3 separate regions of the Mus musculus genome follow, and all the other regions are linked to region 3. A link is a contact called in public HiChIP or PLAC-seq and promoter capture Hi-C data. All regions are on one chromosome and are shown on one strand. The core of a region is the stretch at or near the end of the contact, and the rest is flanking DNA. Distances in the headings are between cores, read along the strand shown. Region 1 has its middle 23 kb from the start of Gm25125. Region 2 has its middle 62 kb from the start of Gm25125. Region 3 holds the start of Tent5a (terminal nucleotidyltransferase 5A).

What was found. Promoter capture Hi-C pulls out the DNA fragments that hold promoters and counts their contacts. HiChIP or PLAC-seq counts read pairs in DNA pulled down with a chosen protein or histone mark.
Region 1: a promoter capture Hi-C map of the HPC-7 cell line shows a contact between it and region 3, with 4 times the contacts expected there. The contact joins the enhancer-like site here to the promoter of Tent5a in region 3. A contact is called at or near these places in 1 of 39 promoter capture datasets (the HPC-7 cell line), 13 of 484 Hi-C or Micro-C datasets (the G1E-ER4 cell line, Th2 cells, adipose-derived mesenchymal stem cells and 9 more), 3 of 115 datasets of contacts at active chromatin or transcription factors (acute myeloid leukemia, bone marrow-derived macrophages and trophoblast stem cells) and 1 of 9 other capture datasets (liver).
Region 2: a contact with region 3 is called in an H3K4me3 HiChIP or PLAC-seq map of intestinal villus epithelium, with 4 times the contacts expected there. The contact joins the enhancer-like site here to the promoter of Tent5a in region 3. A contact is called at or near these places in 1 of 39 promoter capture datasets (erythroid cells), 9 of 484 Hi-C or Micro-C datasets (the G1E-ER4 cell line, the N1E-115 cell line, Th2 cells and 4 more), 7 of 115 datasets of contacts at active chromatin or transcription factors (Th17 cells, bone marrow-derived macrophages, extraembryonic endoderm stem cells and 4 more) and 1 of 9 other capture datasets (adipose tissue).

The regions. Positions count from the first base shown.
Region 1 is chr9:85,447,840-85,450,976 of GRCm38.p6, reverse strand. No RefSeq gene overlaps it. Among named protein-coding and RNA genes, the nearest start is that of Gm25125, 23 kb to the left of the region's middle. Within about 2 kb of position 1,271, at least 6 of the 459 cell types and tissues checked have an H3K27ac peak or open chromatin away from gene starts, as enhancers often do. A contact at or near this core is called in the HPC-7 cell line and acute myeloid leukemia, where this site is marked.
Region 2 is chr9:85,409,280-85,412,492 of GRCm38.p6, reverse strand. No RefSeq gene overlaps it. Among named protein-coding and RNA genes, the nearest start is that of Gm25125, 62 kb to the left of the region's middle. Within about 2 kb of position 1,607, at least 98 of the 459 cell types and tissues checked have an H3K27ac peak or open chromatin away from gene starts, as enhancers often do. A contact at or near this core is called in the N1E-115 cell line, Th17 cells, Th2 cells and 7 more, where this site is marked.
Region 3 is chr9:85,325,593-85,328,538 of GRCm38.p6, reverse strand. It overlaps Tent5a (terminal nucleotidyltransferase 5A), which reads left to right and starts at 1,389. Exons shown (of 3, transcript NM_001160379.1): 1 at 1,389-1,496; 2 at 1,734-2,280. The coding sequence starts at 1,771.

The sequences.
Region 1 (3,137 bases), core at 22-2,521, 120 kb before region 3:
GCCACATCACTTCTTCTCATCAAGGTTATCAGTACTATCTCTTGAAATTAAGCAAAAGCAATATTTTCTTGTTGGTCTTTGGTGCTTTTCACTCTTTACCTGGAGATGTCTGTGAAGTGCTATCAATGCACTCTATCATGCACTCAGCACATTTACTAAAATCTTTGGTGTGCCACTACCACTGCCTTGCATAAAAATCTGTTAACAAGACAGGCAAAGTAACCAGCCATGATACTTCTATAATATGTATAATGATGTCTCTCTCTCTCTCTCTCTCTCTCTCTCTCTCTCTCTCTCTCTCTCTCTCTCTCTCTCTCTCTCTTTGAGTTTTTTTAGACAGGGTTTCTCTGTGTAGCCCTGGCTGTCCCAGAACTTAATCTGTAGACTAGGCTGGCCTCAAACTCAGAAATCTGCCAGCCTCTGCTTCCCAAGTGCTGGGATTAAAGGCTTTTCTCCTAGTTGATCATCTCCATTTCTTTCCTGAACTTCTGACTCATTGATCTTTCTAGCACAACTTAGCCATTCTCTTAAAAAATATTTAAATTATTTGTATGCATGTGCGACTGTGTGGGGATTCCCACAGAAGTACCCACAGACAGCAGAAGGTGCCTAATCTCTCTGGAAATGAACTGCAAGAGCTGTCTGTATTCTTGACCCCTGAGCCATCCCTCCAGCCTCTCAACTCATCCTCTGTTCTTCCTCTTAAAATGATTTTTAACCTTTACTTTAGGTAAGGGGTGTTAGTGAGCTCCAGTGTAATTATTTATCTGGGAAAGTTTATAACCTTCCACTCTGAATGTCACGCTCATTCCCAGCCCTAGGGTATGCTCAAGATCTTAACTGTCCTAGTCCGTTTAGGATTACTGGATAAAAATCATGTAGCACTTGTTAACTCTATGTGTTCTGGTACCCTAACATGGTTGTCACCTTGTGCATCAGAGCAAACAAACCCTGTGCTCATCTTTGTTGGTGACAAGATGGCCCCTTCCGCAACACTATTTTAAGTCTTTAGTCTTTAGTTTACACACTTCGAGTCATACTGGACACCTAGTTTTGGCCCTTACCCAGTTGCTTCTCCTACTATTTCTCCTTCTGTCTCCTGGCTTGCCTCTCTATAAGTCTTTTGGCATACTGAATCCAGGGGAATGTTCCTGAACGCAAAGTACAACTCTGGTGATCCTGTCTTTCTGTGGCTCCTCCCTGGGCTTCTGATAGGGCATTTGATACTTCTCCTTCCAGTTCAGCAAGCTGTGCACAGAGTGACATTTACTCCTTCCCTGAAGTTCTCTCCTTTCATGCCCTGCGGGCTTTGAACACACTTCCCTTTTCTGTGATCACCCTTTGTCCTTCCTTTGCCAACAGCTCACTCAAATGACTCCAATTCAACCTACAAATTTGCCTTAGCCATCAGTTTTGTATAAAATAAACAACATGCCACTCACATGCACACACCCACACCCACACAATCACACCCACATATAACCACATACAAATAGATGTCACTGATAACGCCCCAGAGTTTCTGTGGCAGCTCATGGATGGGCTTCATGCCCTGTCTTAGCCATCACTTATCTTACTGTATTGTGAGTGTATAAGTCCTTGTCTGTCTCACCATCTATGGATATCTGAAGCTCTTATGCTCATCTGTATTTTTTTTTCCCTGTGTAGTTCTAGCATTCAGTGCAAGGCCTGGTCCTTCCTAGATCTTGAACAGTCATTGATGGAGAGAATGAACACAAGGCAGCTGGCAGACTTTCAGCCTATCAGTCTCCAGTGCTATATCCTTCCACTGCTCCCTGATATTTCTGGTGCTGTTGATGACTCTTCAAAGTTCTTCCTTGAGAGATGAAAGTGCCCTCTGTTGGCTTTCTCTGTTTTCCATCTTGTTTTCTACAGTAATTTTTTTTTTCTCTTTGTAAAATCTCAACATGAACAGACTGTTCCCCCCCTTTACAATTTTCTATCAAACTTTTTTTTATTTTCTGAGGAATTTTGTATATTTTCATACCATGTGTGCAGAGAAAGCCAGAGGAGAAGCTACATGAGAAGGTGAGTTCAGAGAAAGCTGTTTGGAAACAAAAGGAGATTCAAAATGGTTACATTCCAGAGAAATAGGCCCTCTATAGACACTGGAATGGAAGGACTTGAGACTTAGCAAATCTTAGACTGGTACAGGAATTCTGACTACATTTACGTGTGGAGCGTAACTTTGATATGCTGCCTGGGATCTCCCCTTCCCTCTGTGCATGGGTTCTATGTCAGATCTTACGCTTTCTTGCTATCCCCTCAGACCCTGGGAAGCTGCACTCCCTGGGCACACACCTTGGTATTTCCACCTAAGTCCTCTCTTTGTTTTTCCCAGAATACATTTCTCTTCGTGTTGTGTTTCTTTGAATTACACCCATCTTTCCAGACGTATCAAGAACATTTCTTTTTTGTTATAAGCATTCCCACATCACTCTAATTCACACAAATAACTTTCATGTGCTATAGCAGTGCTTATACTTAAAATAAAGATCTTATATTTGACTTTTGCTATAACACATAATTCGCATTTGTTAGTCATTTATTTCTCTTTTAGTTCAAGTTAGTGTCTGTGAATGGGAAAGTATTGTTTTGAAAGTGAATTCTAGAATTCTATTGTATTCATTGTGTGTGTGTGTGTGTGTGTGTGTGTGTGTGTGTGTGTTATAGAAACCTTGGTAGTATATCCATGGAGTATTTGTAGGGATAAGGAATGAGATAAATGGACAACAGATACTTACAGGTGACTTGACTGGCTTTTTACTAGTCACTTAAAAGGCACAGGAATTTGGATTAGGATGGAGACAATATACTTAAAAAGAATATGATGTGCCAAGTCCTGCAGCAACTTGACATGCAGAGGTGTCTGTGTGTGTGTGTGTTTGTGTGTATAACAACCAGAGTGGGGATTCCCCTTCTCAAAAGAAGGTGAGATGGGGGAGTACTTGTGTGAGGGGCTACTGGGAGGAGGGGAAGGGCTGATATGGTGTTATAAAATGAATACATGCTGATGTGTTTGGCAATCAGCCTGACAGTTTTTAGAGAACCGAATCATGGGGTATAAATAACTTCACAAGGACAGCACTCTTTCTTCAATTTTTAACCATTCATGA
Region 2 (3,213 bases), core at 358-2,857, 84 kb before region 3:
ATCATGATGTTTTGACATAAATATACTCCACAGAATCATTGAATCATGCTAATCAACAGCTATTTTTCTTTGTGTAGTGAAAACATTTAAATATATTCGCTGAGCAATTTTCAAGCATATGATTTACTGTTGTTAGAAATAACCTTTGCTACCTACAATGGATCTTCTGAATTTATTTCTTTGGCTTAACTTGGATTTTGTATCATTTGACTAACAGTTTCTAAAATGTACCCATCACCTCTGCTCTGCAGTTTCCTTCTCATCTTGGCTTCTGTGAAGTTAGCTTTGTGAGGTGGATGGCTTATTTAGTCTAATATTCTCAAAGCTCACTAGTGTTTTCCAAATGACGGATTTCTATTTATAAAGGTGGAACTGTATAGCATTGTGTTTACATACCTACCACGTCTCTTATTCCATTCATCTGATGAGGAGGATTAAGAAGCAGGTTCCATGTCCCTACCCCAGAAAATAATGATCAGGTGAGATGATTGCCAACATCTCTCAACAAGCTGACTTCATCTCTCTCTCCAGGGATACTGGGTTCCCTGTCTGTATGCAATCTTCTGCTTTCTAATCAGGAAACGTCACAGTGGTCAACTAATCCATTAACAATAAATCCAGGGAAACAATTTAGTTATGTTAGAGCCTGGGACAATTGGACAGGTAAGGAGAAGGCAAATGAGAAGGAAGCAAAATGGAAAGAGAGAGGAAGGAGGAGGGAGGAGGGAGGAGGGGGGAGGGGGAGGGGGGGAGGGAAGGGTCAGGGCATGTATGAATCTTTTCTGAGCCAGGTGATCCTTCTAAATTAAATAGAGTAGTCAGATAAGGGTAACTGAAGAGATAGTATAGTGGATTGTTCAGTCTGATGCTTTACACACCCAGTCCTCCCAGGGCAGGGCACTGGCTTTTAACTTGAGGTAGCAAAGAAGAAAGAACTAGGGAAAAAAAGAAGGTACGGATCCACTACAGAGCAAGAAAGAGATAAACATGAGATAATAGCTGTCAATCTCCAAGTGGTAATGGGCAGAGATGAGAGAAGGAAGGGTTTCTAGAATGAAAAAGTCATTCCTGCTTGTCTACCCTCCTTTGGATGCTTTCAGCCTACTGTGACATGACTCAGATACTCTTCAAACCTTGAAGAATGAAGTTCCCACACATGCACCTGAGTTGGGATGGGACATAGATGCTCAATTTCTTTGACTTGAAAGGTCCTAAACCTTAAGGGCTAATAAGGAAGATGCCAGACACCCATGGATAGACCTCGGCACAGCTAGTAAATGTCTGTGTTTTTCTATCTGACTCAGTAAAAATGAAAACCAGAGCATTGCAGAATAGATTTCAGTGTGTGTGTGTGTGTGATTGTGTGTGCACGTGTGTGTGCGTGTGTAATGATGATGATGATTACACATTATCATATACCAGCTTAACATCTGCAGTTCATAGACTTCCATTTCTCTGATAAAGAGAGATGGCCCTAGTGACGCAAGCTATTTATCTAGTTTCCATAAAAAGCCTTCATGATAGTCGGTGAGGCCTCTAGGACTCGGCAAACAGACCTAACAGGGCCCACGCTGCTGCTGCCGCTGCAGCTGCCACTGCTGCCGCCTGTACTTCCTGATGGTGCTGCCTTTGGCTCTCTGCCACTCTCCGCAGGAGGCTGAGCTCTTCAGCCCCATTCAGGAATCCTCCATCTCCATAGCTAGCACATTTAGAGAGGTGTGTATTTTTAGTGCAGTTTCATATCTGCTGACATTTCTGTGCCTTAATTCTGCATCACTTACACATGTTTTCTAACCTCAGTGTAGAAATAGGCTGCTGTCTTGTCAGTTGTACGATGTCAGAAAGGACTGAACTAAATCAGACAAGATGATTCATTTTGAGGCCCTCAGTTGAACAACCAACCATTCACTAGACATGTGGGCGGGGCTTGACTGTAGCTCAGGGGTAGATCCCCTGGTATACATAAGACCCAGGTAAGGTTAAAAACTAGTTAGATGGTAAAAACTGTCTCAGGATACTTCAGGGAATAGCAAGACTTAGTGTTTCGAAGTTTCCTTGAAACAGAAAAGAACACTTTGTTCCTCCAGCTAAGAAGGTTCATCTACTAAGTTATCAGAAGCTGTAAAAGAACATCTTGAAAAACTGCCCCCTCAGATAACACGGTAGTGCTACAACAGTGTTTTAAGCCTTGAGGCAATAGAACCCAAGATAAAAAACCTTTCCAAAGCCTCCTGGAAACCATCAGAGTTGAGAGCATCACCTAGTCTGCCTCTTTGTTACACAATCCTTTATTATCTCCTGTTCAAGGTCCCATGCCCTTGCTAAGATAGATCTGAGGCGTTACTAAAGACAATGATTATCAACCAAGCAATGTCTGGAATGTTAGTGGCATGCAGGTAAAGAACTAGTGCTGACCTTTCGTCTTCATTCATAGTTCACATTTAATGTTTACAAAGGAGGCTGTAATATGCCTCCTGAAGTCTATGACTATATGTGCCTTTAACTTTAAAATACATCACAAGCTCCAAGCCACAAAAGAGGTTGCGATACATACAATTTTTAATTTTTAGCAGCACATATAGACTGGATCCTTTTGTTTTAAAGGGTCCCACTATGTAGCCCTGACATGGAACTTTCTGTAGAGTATGAGGAATACAGGCTGGCCTTGAACACCCCGAGGTACCCCTACCTCTGCCTCCCAAGTTCTGGAAGGGTTATAGTTTCATGATATGAAATAAACATTTTAAGTTTTTGTTAATAATTGAGTGTTTCCATAAGCAACAGCACATCTGTGTATTAGAATGTGTTATAAAAGCTTAACATGAGGGTCTCATAGTGTCTGCAGTGATGTAGGAAAAACACAAATATGATTTATGATTACTAGTAAGACTAAAAGATAACAGAGCTGCTCTCAGTCTGGTCCAGGGAAAATCTCTCTCTCTCTCTCTCTCTCTCTCTCTCTCTCTCTCTCTCTCTTTCTCTCTCTGTATGTGTGTGTGTGTGTAAATCCACTCATGATTTGATAAATTTGTATATCAAAAAAAGCAGTGAAAGGCCACCCCCCATATCTCCACTCATAGCACTTTGGAGGCTGAAGCAGGTGGAATTTGAGGTCAACTTGGTCTCTATAAGTGAGTTTCAGGTCAGCCAGAGATATTGAGATCTTACTGTCATTATCAATAACAATAATGATAATAATAATAATAATGAATT
Region 3 (2,946 bases), core at 140-2,639:
GACACCCCTGCATCCCATCCCTCAACTCAGGTTGGGCTTCTAGACCAGGGCTCCCTAAATTCAGAGGCTGATTCTCTGAAGTTGTCTAGGGTCATGGGGGTAATGGCTGTTCATCTCAGGGCCTCTCCTCTCTACCCTGACTGCCTCGTTCGGCTCACAGCCTCTACCTGGATCAAGGACTGCAAAGCATTACTTTGAACGGAGGCAGCAGCGGGGCGGCGGAGGAAGTGGACAAGCGAAAGCAGGGAGCTTTCTAGCAAACAGTGCGGTGCCAGAGCGCAGAGATAACCTTTTCCAACCCTTAAGCACTCCACTGGCGACTGAAGCTGGAGGGGGAGAAACTTCTCGTCTTTTAAATTTGCCCTTAATGGCCGGTAAGAAGCCAGAGCCTACTTTGATCATTGACGTTTTATCCGCTTAAGAACTGAGAACCTTAGAGGCTGCGAGGAACGCGCTTCTCCCAAGTCTGAGCCGAAGGACCGCCACCCTGGCGGCCGCTTTTCGTGCACTGCTGGGGTTGCGCTCCGAGACCCCGCGGGTTGGCCGCGAGCCCGCGGAGCTGTGTGATAGGAGACGCGCGCCTGCCCAGCTCGCGGGCAGCAGCTGGACGCGCACTCAGGCTGGCTGGCTGGTACCGGACTCCCCACCCCACCCCCACCCCCCCACCAGCACTTCTCGAGGTTTCGAGAATCGAAACTCAGTTCTCAGCAAACCCTCCCCCTCCCTCACAGAGACTGACGTGCGTGACCAGTTGCCTCTGGAGACCACACTTGGCCCAGGGTCCAGAGTGGAATCGGCGGTCTAGCCACAAACGGACACTGTTGAGGGAACCTCCAGGAGACCCAGTTACGCGGCAATGACGCGCTCCACCCGGCCAGAAGGCTAGGCTTGGGAAGTTTCTATAGTTGCGTGATTTTTAACCCTGATCCGGTTTTGATGGCCATCTATCACATTTGAGGCAAAGTGTCTCCTCTTTAGGGGTGTGTGTGTGCGCGCGCGCGTGTGTGGACGTGCAGAAATGGATAAATCTACACGTAGGAGCCACAGGCATCTGTCTGTGCTCATAGCCAGGGGCTGCGCACCCTGGCCTAGCTCCAGCAGCTCTGAGCTCCGGCGACTGTCCACCCAGCGCTGGGGGCGGTGCTCTATGCAAATGAGAGGGTGTGGCGAGCGCTGCGCGCTGGGGCCCCGGAAGCGCGGAGAAGCCCGGTATAAAAAAAGTACTGAAGACATTTCCCCCCGCACAACTGCTAAAGCTCCAGAGACGCGAGTGTGCGCGGTGGCATCGGCGGCGTCGAGAGCCGCCACCTCCGAGACCACCGCAGCGGGGGCGCGGGCGGGGCGCGGGCAAGGGGCGGGAACGCTCAGGGCGCGGCGGGGGTCGGCGCGGAGAAGTCGCGGGCCGCTGCCGGGAGCGCACTCGCAGCTCCTGCGAAGTGTGTCCGCCTCGCGGTTCCTCGCTCGCCTGCGCTCCTAGAAGGGGCGGCCGCCTCCAGGTGACACAGACGGGACTCTCGCTTGTGCTTTCCAGATGCATCAGAGATACTTTTGGTGCGGGGCTGCTCTGCGGGGCGCGGCGCGCGGCTGGGCATTGGGGTCGGTGAGGGTTGGGGGAGGAGGGCTACTATGGGCGTCACGATCGGGGAGGGGAAGCCCAGGCCCCTCGGCGGGACCCCTGTCCCCTCACCCGCACACCTCTCTGCCGCTCCCCTAAATCCACTCTTTCCTCTTAGGACTGACCAAGGCCAAGTGGCTTTCGGAGGGCACTACATGGCCGAGGGCGAAGGGTACTTTGCCATGGCAGAGGACGAGCTGACCGGCGGCCCTTACATCCCCCTGGGTGGTGACTTCGGCGGCGGCGGCAGCAGCTTCGGCGACCGCTGCTCGGACTATTGCGAAAGCCCCACGGCGCACTGCAATGTGCTGAACTGGGAGCAAGTGCAGCGGTTGGACGGCATTCTGAGCGAGACCATCCCGATCCACGGGCGCGGCAACTTCCCCACGCTCGAGCTGCAGCCAAGCCTGATTGTGAAGGTGGTGAGGAGGCGCCTGGAAGAGAAGGGCATAGGTGTCCGCGACGTGCGCCTCAACGGCTCAGCCGCCAGTCACGTCCTGCACCAGGACAGTGGCCTAGGCTACAAGGACCTGGACCTCATCTTCTGCGCTGACCTGCGTGGGGAAGAGGAGTTTCAGACTGTGAAGGACGTCGTTCTGGATTGCCTGTTAGACTTCTTGCCCGAAGGGGTGAACAAGGAGAAGATCACACCGCTCACTCTCAAGGTAAAGCCACCTGATGGGCTTGGGCAGAGCAGGGGTGGGGAGAAAGCAAGCCCAGCTTGCCTTGACTGCCGTCAGTATGGCCATAGTGAGTTCGTTTATTTATTTTTTTATTATTTTTTTTTCACGAGCGCACTAATGCGCGTGAGTGGTGTGGAGTGTTTTAGTTTCCTGGGAGATCCAGCGCCACAACTCTGTGCTTCCTCCTCTGCGTTTCCTTCTCTTCCTTCTCTCTATGGTTTAACTCTTGACTTTCCTTGCTGGACTCTTGTCCAGAGTATAACGTGATTGGTGGAAGGATGGAATGATGTAAATAATTTTTTTGAGTCATCTTGTAATCTAGACTTTGGGAAAAATAGCAGCCTGAAGCAGAACTGAGTCAATGGTTTTTATTATATTGGAAAATGTGAATCGATCCATACTCCACTGACTTCGGCGTTTAAGATATTTGATGCTTTTCCCTGTTAATTCACAGAGTCGAGGGTGTAATAGTGTGCCCCTCCCCTTCGGTTTAGGTGGCGTTTTGTATAATTAATTAAAGTTGTCTGAAGGCAATTTAGTTCCTCTTTGGCTGTAACTGTAGAGTGTCGCTGGAGGGACACACTCGACTGATAAGATTGATTGCCTAAGGGGGAGGAGAACGGGGTGGTTGGAGACCAGGCTGAGAGA